Regions from separate parts of the Mus musculus genome. Here region 1 is linked to region 2. The links are chromatin contacts, called in public Hi-C maps. All regions are on one chromosome and are shown on one strand. The core of a region is the stretch at or near the end of the contact, and the rest is flanking DNA. Distances in the headings are between cores, read along the strand shown.

The links. Hi-C and Micro-C count contacts between places; a contact is called where the count stands out from the background.
Region 1: a contact with region 2 is called in a Hi-C map of Th1 cells, with 2.7 times the contacts expected there. The contact joins two enhancer-like sites. A contact is called at or near these places in 2 of 484 Hi-C or Micro-C datasets (Th1 cells and pre-B cells) and 1 of 115 datasets of contacts at active chromatin or transcription factors (memory CD8 T cells).

What each region holds. Positions count from the first base shown.
Region 1 is chr11:88,425,329-88,432,849 of GRCm38.p6, reverse strand. All of the region lies in intron 7 of Msi2 (musashi RNA-binding protein 2), which reads left to right. Among named protein-coding and RNA genes, the nearest start is that of Mir378b, 76 kb to the right of the region's middle. Within about 2 kb of position 2,374, at least 40 of the 459 cell types and tissues checked have an H3K27ac peak or open chromatin away from gene starts, as enhancers often do. A contact at or near this core is called in Th1 cells and memory CD8 T cells, where this site is marked.
Region 2 is chr11:87,961,980-87,969,304 of GRCm38.p6, reverse strand. No RefSeq gene overlaps it. Among named protein-coding and RNA genes, the nearest start is that of Dynll2, 22 kb to the left of the region's middle. RefSeq lists an enhancer at 2,700-3,744. Within about 2 kb of position 3,009, at least 82 of the 459 cell types and tissues checked have an H3K27ac peak or open chromatin away from gene starts, as enhancers often do. A contact at or near this core is called in Th1 cells and memory CD8 T cells, where this site is marked.

The DNA of each region.
Region 1 (7,521 bases), core at 1,125-3,624, 460 kb before region 2:
AATCCCAGCTTTTGGGAGGCAGAGGCAGGCGGATTTCTGAATTCGAGGCCAGCCTGGTCTACAGAGTGAGTTCCAGGACAGCCAGGGCTACACAGAGAAACCCTGTCTAGAAAAAAAAAAAAAAAAGAAAAGAAAGAAAGAAAAAAATAGTCAGAGTGTAAGCCCAGAAGGAGAGTTGGATTTTTCTTGTGAAAGAGTTAAAGCCTAAACTGCTCAGAATCACATCTGGACATAGGGTGAGCAGCCTTCGGCCCTCCTTCACCATCAGTGAGTCTGCATCCTTAGCACCAGCCTCATCTTGGTCCTGTGGGGCTTCTGTCCCCTGCAGGTGCCTGGATCCTCCAGGGCCTCTTGGTGGTTTCTTTTCTACCTTCAAAAAAAAAAAAAAAAAAAAAAAAAAACAGCCAAGTGTTGGGCAAAGTGAAGCCCTGGCTTTCCTTGTAGCATCTCTGCTCCCCTGTCCAGAAATCCCATTATCTGGGAGACTAATTGCACAACTCCAGTCTGTCTGCCACTGAACTGTGGGCTGCTGTTCTTACAGCCCCACTTGGGGTCCCCACATCCATCGTCGGGGTGGGGGTGTAGAGATGAATATCTATATATTAAAGCTTTGCAAATCTATAAATCTGAGTTGATTCGCTGCTGGTGACAGCCCTGAGTTCTTTCTCACCACGTTTGACATGACCTAATGGGTTTACAGTTGTTTGAGTGCTTCTCTGAAGCAAACGAAAGCGCTTAGTTAGGGGACGCGTGAAATGGCATTGTTTGTTCAGGGCACCTCCGCAAAGCCGGAGGATCATTGATGCGTTATCCTCTCCTCGCTCCCATCACTCCCAGCGCCAGGATGCCACCGAGGGAGCCTCTGAATTGGATGTGGCAGCCTGGCCTTTCTGTGGGAGAGCTGCCGAAAGGCCAGGATTGGGTGCCATCCTCAACTGTGTTCATTTTACCAGAAAGCTCGGGGCTGATTGGAGAACAGAAGGGATGCCCAGGGGAGGTGAGAGAGAGGGCCTCACCAAGGTAGAGGAGTAACGAAGATTTGCTTGTAGCAAGACAAGAGTCAAAACAAGATAGACCCCTAATGAGAGCTTTGGGCATATCGTGCTGTGAGTTTTCAGGGGCCAGCAGCGTGGGCTGCTGTGTTTAGTTGGCACCAGACCAAGTCCTCTTTTTAATATCAAGTTTCATAAGCATGGAACAATAACAACTCATTAGAAACCCTCTGGGAATGGTGGGTGGGTATGGCTGCCTCTTTCCCTTCCCTCCCTTTTCTCTCTCCCCCTCCTCCCATAAGCCCGCCTCTTCAGCTCAGGTATATCATCATTCCCTTTGTAAGTAGAGAATGGCAGGGGAGGGGCCGGTGTCTGGGAACCGCGCATGTTGTTAATCTGTTATTAGGCATAAGTCTTACCACCAGGCTGGGTACTCAGATGCCTCATTGTGTGCTCGGGATGGAATTATGCATCATGAATAAAAACTGCTGTCAACATGCATTGGTTTGAAAACATTAGACCATATGGTATGTGATTATCTGTATTGTCAAGTGCAATAAAGTGAATTTGGATATAATAAAGAATGTAATATTTTAGAAATTTGGTAATAAACTAAGGGAAGGATGACAGCTGAGGTTCCTTAAGGCCCCAGACACAAATAAATTGAAGTTACTGGCCTCTAAGGCCAGGCAGGCCGAATGGCCACACCGTGGCTTAGCTGCATGCTGTGATTTTTCAAGTCAGGGAAAGCTCTGTTGTCCCCTGACTGACAGCTCTCAGGACTGTGGAACCGACCGATTCCTGTGGAAGATGGGAGGTGGTGGTGGCTCCTGGTAGAAGGTCAGGCCTTGCTGTCACACCTGGCCCTTAGGTATACCCTGCAGCCTGCTGGTGGCGTTGGCAGCTTCTCCCTACTAGTCAAGGGCAGTGCCATGCCAGCCATCAAGACATCCTGAGACCCATCTCCCCCTCTCTAATCTTCTCAGTTTGGTTGGAGAGGAAGGTGTCTCAATCTTGAGAACTATAAGTCACTCCCTGGGGAAGGTAGCCATTTTCTGGAACTCTTCTCCCACTGGGCCAAATGATGAAATAATTTCTTTAAGGCAGCGAGTGTGTCAGGGCAACAGATCTCCAGCGAGGGATGAAAGGGGCAGGGGCAGCGGAGGAAGAGGGCTGGGAACTGAGTCAAGCCCGAGTGTGCCAGCACATGTAACCCTTCTGTAACTGTACGGGCGCTCAGAGGAACCTTCCACCTGTGGACAAGAAAACAGAGGTTGCTGGTCTGTGAGTCTGAGATCTTTAACGCTCCTATAGCAGCTTCTCCCCTCACGGTAACCAAACACATGAAGGAAATGATGTAAGCGAAAATGATGTAAGCTGGGCAAGGTTGTTTTGACTCAGAATCAAAGGGATTCGTGGTCCCAGGGAGGATGTGCTGAGTCTAACTTAGTATAGGGTGGTGGGAGAGACTTGCTCCCATAACAGTGGGCAGAATTAAGATGACAGAGGTAGCTGGAGCTAGGGGCAGGTAACCTTTAGAGGTCCAGCCCTAGGAAGCCGCCAGGCCTTTACTCACTACAGACCCCATGGCTATCACAATAGGAACACAAGCTGTGGAGCAAGCGTTCAAATCAAAGCCTTTGGCAGCCATTTCAAATCCATACTATAAAGCCACCTCTGAACACAAAACCCAGGCTTCTGCCCCTTAGTTTCCTACAAATGGAAGAGCTAGCTAGCTCTTCGGCTGGGAGCATAGCTGTAGAGCACGTGCCTAGCGTGTTCAGTCCCCAGCGTGGGGCCAAGGGTAGGGGGAGGTGCTTTTGGCAATCACAGGCCCCCAAATAAAAACAAACATACAGAGGTAGAGAGATAGCACAATGGTCAGAGCACTGGTTGCTCTTCCAGAGGACCCAGGTTTGATTCCCAGCTCACGACCTTCTCTGTACCTCTGGTGCCAGGAGTTACACCGCCCTCTACTGTCCTCCGGGGTGCTTCACACACCCGGTATCCAGACATACATGCAGGCAAAACACACCCGAAATAAAAATAAGACATAACCAAAAAACCCCACATACAGAAGGCCCACAGCCAACTGTCTTCTCTGTCTTTTCCCTTGGGCCTGGCAGAAGCCAGTCTGTATTTACAGCTCTGTATTTGCTATTGCCTTTACATTTTGCTGTCCCCGTGGTAGTTGTCAAAGTCCCTGACTCTACTGTCCTCAGGGAAGAAAGCATTAATCTATTAGTGTTTTCCTGGCAGACTGCTTTTCTGTTTCTGACTCAGGGCTTCACCCAGACCCCTGACCCAAGTCCCAATTTCAGTGTTTGTCTTGGCCCCCAGCTTCCACAAACCCTAGATGGGGCCTGGATCCCATGCCTGGCCCTTTTCCCACCTCAGCCTGCCAGGGCTCTTCTAGCCTTGGCTTCCATGGCTCCCTTGTTTGTTGCCCAGTCAGGATGCCTGCTTCGTTATGAAAAGGGAAGAGTCTGAAGTGCTATCACTGGGTCAGGTTAAAGCAATTTGGATGGCTAGAACTGAGATAACATTTAGTCCCTTTCATGCCTAGACACCTGTGATTCCCAGGACAGGGCAGGCAGTGGCTTTGGGTCTAGTGACAGGTTTGTCACCCCAGGGGTACAGCCCATACCAACAGAGACAGCACCGATTGGTAGCTATAGGAGTTATTTTGGTGTTTGTATCTCGCTGTGTATAGCTCAGGCTGGAGTGGAATGGAGTGCTGTGTAGACCAGGCTGGTCCTGAGCTTACAAGAGATCCACCCACCTCTGCCTCTGGAATGCTGGGATTAAAGGCTTGTGCCACCGTACCCAGTGTACACCCAATTGTATGTGGCGCTGGGGAATCAAACCATAGGCTTTGTAATGTTGAGCAAGCACTCTACCAGCTGAGCTACATCTCCTAGCTGAGGTATTTTTCCAGGCTCAGCTAGCAGCCACTTCTTCTAAGCAGTGTCAGGTACCGAATCCTCATAAAGGAACGGCGGCCTCTCTCCAGTGTGATAACAGGAGCTCGCGTTATCATTTAATCCGTGCGCCAGCCCTGTGAGGTTGGCATCTTGATTCCTATTTCACAGGTGGGGAAGCAGGGTTAGGGAGGTTAATGGCTTGCCCCAAATCACACAGCCAGTGCACAGCACTACCAGATTTCTAGCACATTCTCAGATCTGAGACTCAGCTCTTCCAGTCCACAGCATCTCATCACCCTTCCTTAAAGAAATGCACTTTCTCTTCCGACCACCCCCTTCCTTCTTCACGGGCCTTTGGAACCAGGTCTCAGAAACATTTCCTTGAGTGAAAACAAGCCTGAGCCACTGTGTCAGCTTTCTTCCCAGCATCCTCAGGACCCACAGAAGGGCCGAGAGGGTCAGGACCAGAGAACAATTCTGCCCTTGCTCTAAAGACTCGGGGTTGCCCACTGACAGCCACCCCCACCCCACTGAAGAGCTGGTGAAACCGAACTGAAGGCTTCTAATGATCTGTGAATGTATTAATCCTACTTTCTGTTAATTAACAATATGATAAAGCCGGCATTTCGTAAGTCAGCGCTTAACACATGTTTTAGCAATTATGTACTTAGTGGTTTGGATTCAGAATGCTAATAGAATAAAATTTTAATGAAGATACAATGCTATGAAAAATTTATTGCAGATCAGAGTGCAGGTAGTGTTGCTGTTAGTGTGGTCGGGAGGTGGGGGAACACTCAGTTACAAGGGCATCCCTCCTCCCTCCAGTACTTCTGAATACTTGGTGTGGCTCAGCTCAGAGGGGCCAGGGATTCTGGGATAGACTGATTCTTGCCTCCTTTGAGTCTTTTATCTAAAGGCTTCTTCTTGGTTATGGCAGCTTGCCCCTCTCTGTAACTCCAGTTCCGTGGGATCTGATACCCTCTTCTGGTTTCCTTGGGCACCAGGCACACACATGGTGCACATGTGTACTTGCAGGCAAACACTCATATGCATGAAATAAAAGTAAATGAATCATTTTTTTAAAAGAGCATGTATCTCCCATCTATCTTACTTAATTTTCCATAAATATAATATACAGGTACTACTATGTTAATACAGCTCATATATTATTAGTCCTACCAAAATAGGAATTTAATAGGATACATTTGCAAAGAGCCATAGTTTGAATTTCATTTATTAATAATTAAAGTCATATTTTTTTTAGTGAGACAAAGATGGAATATGCTGGGTTGTTTTGTGGGAGGGGGCAGGCTTTAACCCTTTGTGATCCAGCTACAAGTATGGTTTGCCTCGTTTCTCATGATACTGGGTTCTCAGCCAGTATAGCTGACAAAACCACATCTCACAAGGCTCACAGATCCCAGTGGGAAGAGCACGTTCGCTGTGCTAACTAAATCATGGTACTAATTTTCCAATCCCATCCTCCAATTATGCAAAGGATTTTGTTGAGACTCAGCTCGTAAATTTCCATCTTCCCCGACGTCAATCAGGTCTTCATGCAAACTAATCAAGTGTTGCATTTTTATATTTTTAACAAATGGGTTCAAAATCCACTGAAAGCTCTCTCTCGAGCGTGTGCTCTTGCTCTTTTTCTCTCTCTCCCCTCTCTCTCCTTTGTAAATGAGTCTTTACGGTTCTGTTCCGGAGCCTTCTGAGTATGCAGACACAAGAGCATCAGTAGATGACCCAGTTCCATCATTCTTAACAACAAAATCATGCAACAGTGGCAATATTTCCCCAACATTGCTTTTGAGAGCGCTTCCTCTGCAGGCCCAGGTTCTGGTGCAGTACTGGTCTCTTGAGCTCATTTGGCTGCTGTCTTGCCCAGGCTCATCAGAGCACAGTGTGGGGTGTGATGCACCTGGAGAGGCAGGTACTAAGGTCAATGACAGAAGGGTCAACTGTCCTCTTCCTGTTATTTCTGATGCCTTGGGGGCTGGGGAGTTGGTGTAGGCAGTGCCTTGAAGGCAGTCTCATCATATGACTCCATGACCTGTCCCACACGGATGGCCTGGTGTACCTGCTGTGCTTGCTGGTACCTTGCAGTGACTAGATGTGGTGCCTTTGGGGACCTTGGTCTCATCATAGCTTCCTCCCTCTTCAGTGGCGTATTTATAGTATTACATTTGTTTATTTCTTTGTGTATGTGTGCTGCTATGCATGTACCATGCATAGACTAGAGAACAACTCCTTGGGCATCGGTTCCCTTCTTCTACTGTGTGGGTCCCAGGGGATGAACTCAGGTTATCAGGCATGGCTGGCGCCAGGAACCTTTACCTCTGTCCCCTGCCTCCCTTCACCAATTCATAAACTGTTACCGTAAGTGTGTCTCTAACCAGGACCGTTCATCATATTCTAAATATCTGTAAGCCTGAGCCTTGGCGGTGTGTCCAGTCTTCAGTCTCAGTTTCATGAGAGGTTGAGGCAGGGGGATTGCTTGAGCCCAGTAGCTCCTAAGCAACCTAGTGAGACCTCTGTCCAATAAATAAACATACATCACTGAAGTTTAAGTTGTTTTCAGAAGAATAGAAATAATACATTTGGTTTCTTCGCCCTCATGGCCCAGCTCAGTCACGCACACAGACACCAGAGCGCTACCCCAGACCTTCCTCAATTTGGAGGATGGTGGACCCTGGACCTCAGCCTCATTTTCAAATTTATTTCCTAAGTGATTCTGATGTGGGAATCACTGCTGAGAGAGTCACTCTTCCAGACCAGTGCCTCTTCGATTTTAATTTGCATAAAATCACCTGGGGAGCTTGAAGACTGAAATTCTGTAGACCCCAGTATGAGGCCTGAGACTCTGCATTTTGCAGCAGTCTGAGCCTGGGGAGCTGCCTGAGTATCAGCAAGCAGCTACACTGTCCCCCTTCTCCTGCAGCCTTACCCCAGGCCTCGTGGGGGGACCTTGGGGGCGTGTTTACTGCTGGCAGCAGAGCTGTTACTCCAGCTGGGCGGCTGGACTCAACTTCTCAGAGAGATCTTGCTTCCAGATGTCAGGAACAGCTTCTTAACAGCCAGAAAACTAAAACAGTCCAGACCCACCCTGTGGTAAATTGGCAAGGTAGCTAGGCCACCTGGCCACAGACTATAGCATGGAGTCAGGGGATACTGGCGGAAGTGACGAATGGGGAGAGGTGTGGCGGGCACCTTGCCAAAGCTGTCAGTTGACGCTGTTCTAAAGCCCCACCCCCACCCCCGCTTGTTATAAAGTACAGAGAGTTTGTGGCAGCGCTTGCAAAGTTGCTTCCAAGTAGTGGGCTTTTCTGAAGTTTGGAGCCTTATCTGTGGTCAGTTCCCAGGGACATGTCAGAAGAGGAGTTGGCATGCTGAGGAGACAGAAGGTAACAGACAGGCTAGAGTGACTTCACCCAGTTTGGCCACTGCTGGGTTTGATACTCAGAGACTACTGGATAGCTTTTTGTTCCTCTAAAGGGGGAGGGGGGTGGGCAGAGACAGGGTATCTTTGTATAGTCTTGGGTTTTAGGGAATTTGCTTTGTAGACCAGACTGGCCTCGAACTCGGAGACCTGCCTACCTCTGCCT
Region 2 (7,325 bases), core at 1,760-4,259:
GTTTCTACCATATGTGTAAAAGCAGCACACATTCAGTGAAAAACCCTCATTCCTTAAGCCACATTTATCTCCCTTAAAGTGCCCTCATGGTTATATAGATGCATACTAGTTACTATTTATGCAACTGGTTATGAACACTGGACGTGCCAACACTTCCTAGTACCTGTGTACCTGAGGGCAAGGCTGTTATCTCCTAAAAGCTGAGATTAGGGGCACGCCCATCACACCTGGTCGTGCCTGGCTGGGTGTTGCCTCTGGGCTGTTTAAAGTTTGGATCAGGAGCTCAACCGTTCTGGCTGTTCTTCTAGAGGTCCTGAGTTCATTCCCAGCAACCTCTTGGTGGCTCATGACCTTCTGAAACGGGATCTGATGCCCTCTTCTGGCAGGTAGACAGAGCACACCTACATTTAAACAAAGAAAGGTTCAAAGTTTGAGTCAGGCCCCTATGGACAATCTTGGGTTTCTCACCTGTAAAGTGGAGATGGAAACCATTGCGTTGTGGAGTGACACGCAGGAGAAACTTTCACTCATTTTAGCAAATGTCCCGAGAGCACCTGCCCTGGGCCAGATTCGGTTTCCTGCTACTTCTTTTAAGACCCGGTTTCTAAGTAGGAATTGTAACGTTTGGACAGAACCCTAGACATTTGGGTTAACGTTTAGGTTTCCATCTGCAGTTGTGTGGGAGTTTGAATGAAAATGGCCCCAGAGGCTCCTAGGGACTCGTACTATTGAGAGGTGTGGCCTTGGTGGAGTAGGCGTGGCCTCCCTGGAGGAGGTGTGTTACTTGGGGGCGGGGGGGGGGCGGGGGAGGCGGGGGGGGGCGGGGGGGCTTTGAGATGTCAGAAGCTCCATCCAGTCTTAGTGGCTCACCATCTCTTCCCGTTGCCTACGGATCCAGATGTAGACCTCTCACCTCCTCCTCCTCCTCCTCCTCCTCGTCCTCCTCCTCCTCCTCCTCCTCCTCGTCCTCCTCCTCCTCCTCCTCCTCCTCCTCCTCCTCCTCCTCCTCCTCCTCCTCCTCCTCCTCCTCCTCCTCCTCCTCCTCCAGCACCGTGTCTGTCCGCATGCTGCCTGTCATGATGATAATGGACTAAACTTCCGAATTGGAACTGGAGTTACAGGTGGTCGTGAATTGCCTTATGTGAATGCTGAGAACTGAACTCTCATCCTCCGCCAGCCTTGACCACTGAGCCATCCCTCCAGCTCCTGAAAAAAAAAATGTTTTGGTCTCTGTGTGCCTTGTGGAAAGTAGCTTAGGCTTTTGGAAGGAAAGTTTTTACAGCAGCTAGCACTTTCTGACGTTTCTACCCGGAGAAGTTCTAGTTTCATATTTCGTAATGACTCCAATGTAAGGTTCTCGAAAACGAGGTCACATCCTCCGTTGTGTTTCGCTTTACCTAGCAAGCACCATTGTCCTGGGTATGCAAACCCTCAAACCCTCAAGCTTCAAAACGTGAATGTACTTGAATACCCGTGGAGAAGCAGCGCCATCTTCTGGTCTGAAGGAATACTGCAGCACAGAGCCGGAGAGGTTTGGTTGACCTGAGCCGCAGGTGGCAAGGCCATGCTGGAACCAGAACTCTTGTGTTAAAAACCACTCCCAGAGCCTGGAAAATTATGCTCTCCTGAACGCTCTGTTTTGGCTTTTAAACCACAGTCTTAAGCGGATGTGCAGCTAGGAAAAGCCATTTTGTCTAGGCTTTTGCAAGGGTGGAAATGTAACTTATTGAATGTGTTATTTGCTGAGCACTGCATCTGTATTTTTACTTTATGTGTGTGCATGTGGAGGTCAGAGGTTAACCTCTGGGGTTATCTTCAAGAAACGTCCACTGTGATTTTTTAAAAAGATGTACTTATTTTATTTATAGGAGTACACTGTAGTTGTCTTCAGATACACCAGAAGAGGTCATTGGATCCCATCACAGATGGTTGTGAGCCACCATGTGGTTTCTGGGAATTGAACTTAGGACCTCTGGAAGAGCAGTCAGTGCTCTTAACCACTGAGCCATCTCTACGGTCCGTCCACTGTGATTTTTGAGACAAGATCTTTCACTGGCCTGGAGCTCTCCTGACGAGGTTTGCCTGGTGCTGGGGTTACAAACCCAAGTCACCATGTCCCATTTTTTATTAACGTGGATCCTGAGGAGTGAACTCAGGTCCCCCCTTACTCACTTATCTGGTAACAGTCTGGTCCTTCCAGGCCTTGCTTTCATTAGGCAGGCTTGGAAGGATACTCACCCTCACTCTTATTTCTGGCTCTAGGCAGGAAATACGTGGCTATGGCTCTCTCGCCTTTCTCGGGCGTCAGATAGTTTTGTTACACACATGTACTGATCAATGTCCTGTTGAATACCAGAGCGGAGGCCCTGCACACCTCTGGGGCTTGCTCTCTACGTGGCACTCAGCTCTCCAGCAGTTGGCCACCTTGGTTGGTCCTCTGGCCTCTGTTTAACTCTCCAGAGCTCAGTAATCCTTGGCTTCCTTAGCTGCCCCTCATCCGCACCTAGGCAGGACGGTGGGACTCTCATTGTTTATTTTCCTGTCTCTCAGTTGTGGTCATCCGTTAGCCTTCCCCGCAGTGCCCAGATTCTTGCCTTGTTATTTTGATTGCTCGACAAGAAGATAAGGCTGTTGGCGACTCTTCATCTTGTGTGGAAGTCTGAACCTATCAACGGGATCTTACCGTATACCTTACACCAGCAGCTGTTCCCTCTGTTTCTGAGGTTGGCCTGAGGCGAGGGAGGTCTGCTGGGGAGGCACCAGTCTGCAGACTGCTGAGTTTGCTGGCTGTTGATTGGAGCGGCCTAGGTAACTGGGCCACGTGTCTCTCATCAGCTGGCGGACCAGCCTGGGCTTGCTTCTAGGAGCACGCACTCCTAAGAAGCCAGCTGTCATCGTTCTTCAAGGCTGTTCTAGAAACATTTTACTCTTTGCTAGTGCAAGCCACCACCTCAAGGGCAGGATGAGAAACAGACCAACGGTGGTGGGAGGAGCCTCTGTGATGGGAGGAGTCTCATAGTCATGCGGGACTGCACAGATGCCGGAAGGGGCGGGGATGTACAGCCAAGTTATCTTTTATAGACATTATCATTATTTTAATCCTTGCAGCAAACCAGGGTATAGATCTTGTCATTGATACTTTACAGACATTAAGAGCTCACAATGGGAGGCAGAGCCAGGTTTTGAACTAGGGTCTTCCTGCCTCTGCCCCGTCTCTAGCCGTTGTATCACATACTTGGTGTGCAGTGTGTGTAGTTCTGACTACAGGTAGATGTATTCAGCACCAGGAATAGACCATTCCCTACCGTGGTCCCCGTTGCAGGATGCTTACCACAGCTTTGAATTCTTCCTAACACTCCCACAGCCTCTCCAAGCAAACACAAGACCCTGTCCCTGGGGGTTCCTTCCCCTTAGGGCCTTTGGGGCTCAGGGACACTCTAAGGGAGGCATTTTGTGTAGAGAACCAGGTGCTGATCATCTGTGTCTCCAGCTAGCCTGTGCCTCAGGTGATAAGTCAGGCAATCCTCCCTCTCTGTGCCTGGATAGTTCCAGAAGCCTCAATGGCTCCCTGGTGTCCCCTCCAACTCCTCATATAGAATTTGTCATGTTTGACTAAACTGCTCTCTTTCCCATGGGCTTCTGCAGGGCCTCTCTCTGTCTCCCTCCCAGTTTCTCTCTCTCTCTGCCTCTGTCTCAGTCTCTGTCTGTCTGTTTCCTTTCTCTCATTTCCTGGCACACAGCTCTGTATCATCTCACTTAACCCACTTCCCCATGTGATTTCTCACCACCCAGACCCATTTCCTCCCTAATTTAATCAAGAGATTAAAGCCACACTGTTTTTCTCTTCTGAGTGTGGCTAATGAGCTGCCTCTGTCTCCAATCCTGATCTATCGTGGCCCCTCCCACCCTCTCTCGAGTGTCCATGCGTTGCCTGATCACTATTTTGTAGTTTTGTTTGACTCAAAACATCTAGAGCAAGCAGGCCCAGCTGGGGTCCAGTGAGGAGCCCAGAGAGACAGTGTAAGTGATCCACAGCCCAGGATTGCAGCTTTCCTGCAGAGGTCAAGGGCAGCCTGGTCTACATAGTGAGTTCCAGGCCAGCAGTGCTACGTACGTACCAAGACAGGGAGATCCTGTCTCAAAAGACTCCAAAGAAAAACAAACAGAAAGACAAAGTAAATGAGAGTTTCAGGAATCTGGGGGCCTGAAATCTTAGATCGAAGGATGACCTTGGACAGCAGAAAGTTCAGGCACTTTGGGAGATGAGTGTCTTTAGACTGTCCCTTCGGTCCCTATCCTCAAAGGCACCTCCTTTTGCCTTGTGTCTAGCTGGTTCAGGGAGATGGGCTCCATCAGTAACTAACTATAAGACGGCTTCCCAGGGAGAGCGGAGACAGAGACAGTGGGAAGCCACCAGCCAGCTCTCCACAAGGCAGAGTCCTGCTCCTCCTTCAGATAAGCTGTGAGGTGCTTTGTCTCTGTCACTGTCTATCCATGCTGTGGTCTCCAGTTAAGGTCTAGAGACTGTGGCATTGTCACTAAAGCTTTGGGAGAGAAGACAGGTCTTTTGTCTATGTGATATTTTTGTCCTAGAGCAGGCCACAGAGACTCCCTTCAGCTGTGGTGGTTTGAATACGTGTTTGAATGCTTGCCCATAGGGGCTAGCACTATTAGAAGGTGTGGCCTTGTTGGAGGAAGTGTGTCACTGTTGGGGCAGGCTTTGAAGTCTTAGATACTCATGCTAGGCTTAGTGTGGCATTCACTTCTGCTGCCTATGGATTAAGATGTAGAACTCTCAGGTACCTCTCTAGCACCATGCCTGCCTGCACGCTGCCATGCTTCCCACCATGGTGACAATGGACTGGACCTCTGAAACTGTAAACCAACTTCAATATAAAGGTTCATTTTATTTATTTATTTATTTATTTATTTATTTATTTATTTATTTTGTGTTTTTTTTTTTTTTTTTTTTTTTTTTTTTTTTGAGACAGGGTTTCTCTGTGTAGCCCTGGCTATCCTGGAACTCACTCTGTAGACCAGGCTGGCCTTGAACTCAGAAATCTGCCTGCCTCTGCCTCCCAAGTGCTGGGATTAAAGGTGTACGGCATGGTTCATTTTATAAGAGTTACCCTGGTTATGCAATATCACAGCAATAAAACCTAATAAAAGACAGAAATTCAGGAGCTGGAGAGGTGGCTCAGCGGTTGAGAGCACTGACTGCTCTTCCAGAGGTCCTGAGTTCAATCCCCAGCAACCACATGGTGGCTCACAACCATCTGTAATGGGATCTGATGTCCTCTTCTGGTGTTGTCTGAAGACAGCTACAGTGTACTCACATACGTAAAATAAATAAATAAATAAATCTTTTTTTTTTTTAAAGGCAGAAATTGGTTCTAGAAGTGAGGTATTGCTGTGATAGGCTTGATAGTGCGTTTGTTTGGAGGAATGTGGACTTTGGGACTTTGGACTAGGAAAGCAGTGGAATGCTTTAAACGGGGCTTACTGGGCCATCCCAGCAGGAATATGGAAGATACTGGTGCTGATGGAGATTTGAACTACCGGAGCCTGGTGTGAGAGGTTTCAGAGGGGAAGAATATTAATATGTGGCTGAGAAACTATTCCTGTGATATTTTGGCAAAGAATGTGGCTGCTTTCTACCCTTGTCCACCTTTTAGTCTGCCTGAGGCTTAAGTGAAGAGTTTTGGATTAATTGCATCACCAGAGGAAAACTCAAAAAAGCAAAGTATTGACTGTGTCATGTGGTTATCAGTGCTCATTCTGATGAGGATCTATAATAAAAAGGAGTCAACTGAACAAAAAAAGATTAAAAATGTACAATCTAAGGAGAAAAGGGGCCCCCGGGAAGTGGAATGCAGCGAAGTCCTGTGTTCAAGGAGATAAACGGACCAAAGAAAAGCCTGGTATTAAACGGAATAAGGAGGGTCGTGATTTTGGGGGAAGACCCCACCCAGCTAAGCTTCCAACCTGTGAGAAGGAACTGAAGAAAAGCTTAGCTTAGGTTCAGGCAAGGTGGTGCATGCTTTTAGTCCCAGCACTCTAAAGGCAGAGGCTGAAGGATCTTTAAGTTCAAGGCCAGCCCAGTCTGCAGAGTGAACTCCAGAACACCCATGCTTAGGCAGTGAAGGAAACCATAGAAAACAGAAAGCTGGTGACTATGTAACAGGAACAAAGGCCGTGTTCCAGGTCCAGAAAGCAGCAGAACTTGGCAGCTTGGGCCATGCGGTTCTGGCTTTAGAGTCAAAGGCAGAAGAAAGGGGCTGGTGAGATGGCTCAGCCGGTAAGAGCACTGACTGATCTTCCAAAGGTCCTGAGTTCAAATCCCAGCAACCACATGGTGGCTCAAAACCATCCGTAAAGAGATCTGACTCCCTCTTCTGGAGTGTCTGAAGACAGCTACAGTGTACTTACATTAAATAAATAAATAAATATATCTTTAAAAAAAAAAAAAGGCAGAAGAAAGGGTTATGAAATCTCCCTCCGTGACTAAGGAGAGCTGCTGAGGCCAGGCATGTGTCAGCGGCGTCCCCGTCTGGAGGTCTAGAGAGGCCGTTGTGTGAAACTGTGAAGGTTGAAGCCTGGATTGCTTTGGAGACCCCAAGATGTTGGAGACACCAGGGTTTTACTTTATAAGAGTTGCTGAGGTCATGGCATCTCTTCACAGCAATACAACGCTAGCTAAGACTCTAAGACCCCTTGAAATATCAACCCAAGACTGGTGCTCAACAAGTGAGCTTCAGTGACCCACAAAACTACGTAGACTCTGCTGCTCCCTTGAGTGCTCCTCATGACTTTGGGGAGCGGTAATAATGCAAAATAAATAAATACATATATAAAATAAATAAAATAAAAAAAAGTGAAGTGCCTCAGTGGGCAGCAGGGAAGGGGAGGTGAGGCAAGCAGCAAGGAGAGTCAGGCCAGGGGCCAGCGAGGAGCGACCCCTCTCCCTGGGGCAACCATAAGTGTTGACACTGAATATTCTTGTTCCTTCCAGCCGTACCTCTCTATAGGTGAACCATGCTCCTTGATTTGACTGCTGAAATGAGTGAGATGGACAGATGTCCCTTCTAGGTGGCTGTGTTAAGAGCCAGTGCTGCGTTGCCTAACTACCTGTCCTGTGGATATGACAAGGCTCTTTAACGTGGACCCTGAGTGATGGTAAGGGGGGGTCTGGCCTGGCCTGGCCTGGTGAGGCTGGAGCAGAGGACTCCAAGCTTGTCCGTCACTCACATGATGTAAGTAATCCATCCTGAAAATGCACATGATGGATTTCTAAGGAAGGCGTGAGGTCAGGTCTGGTGGTTTTC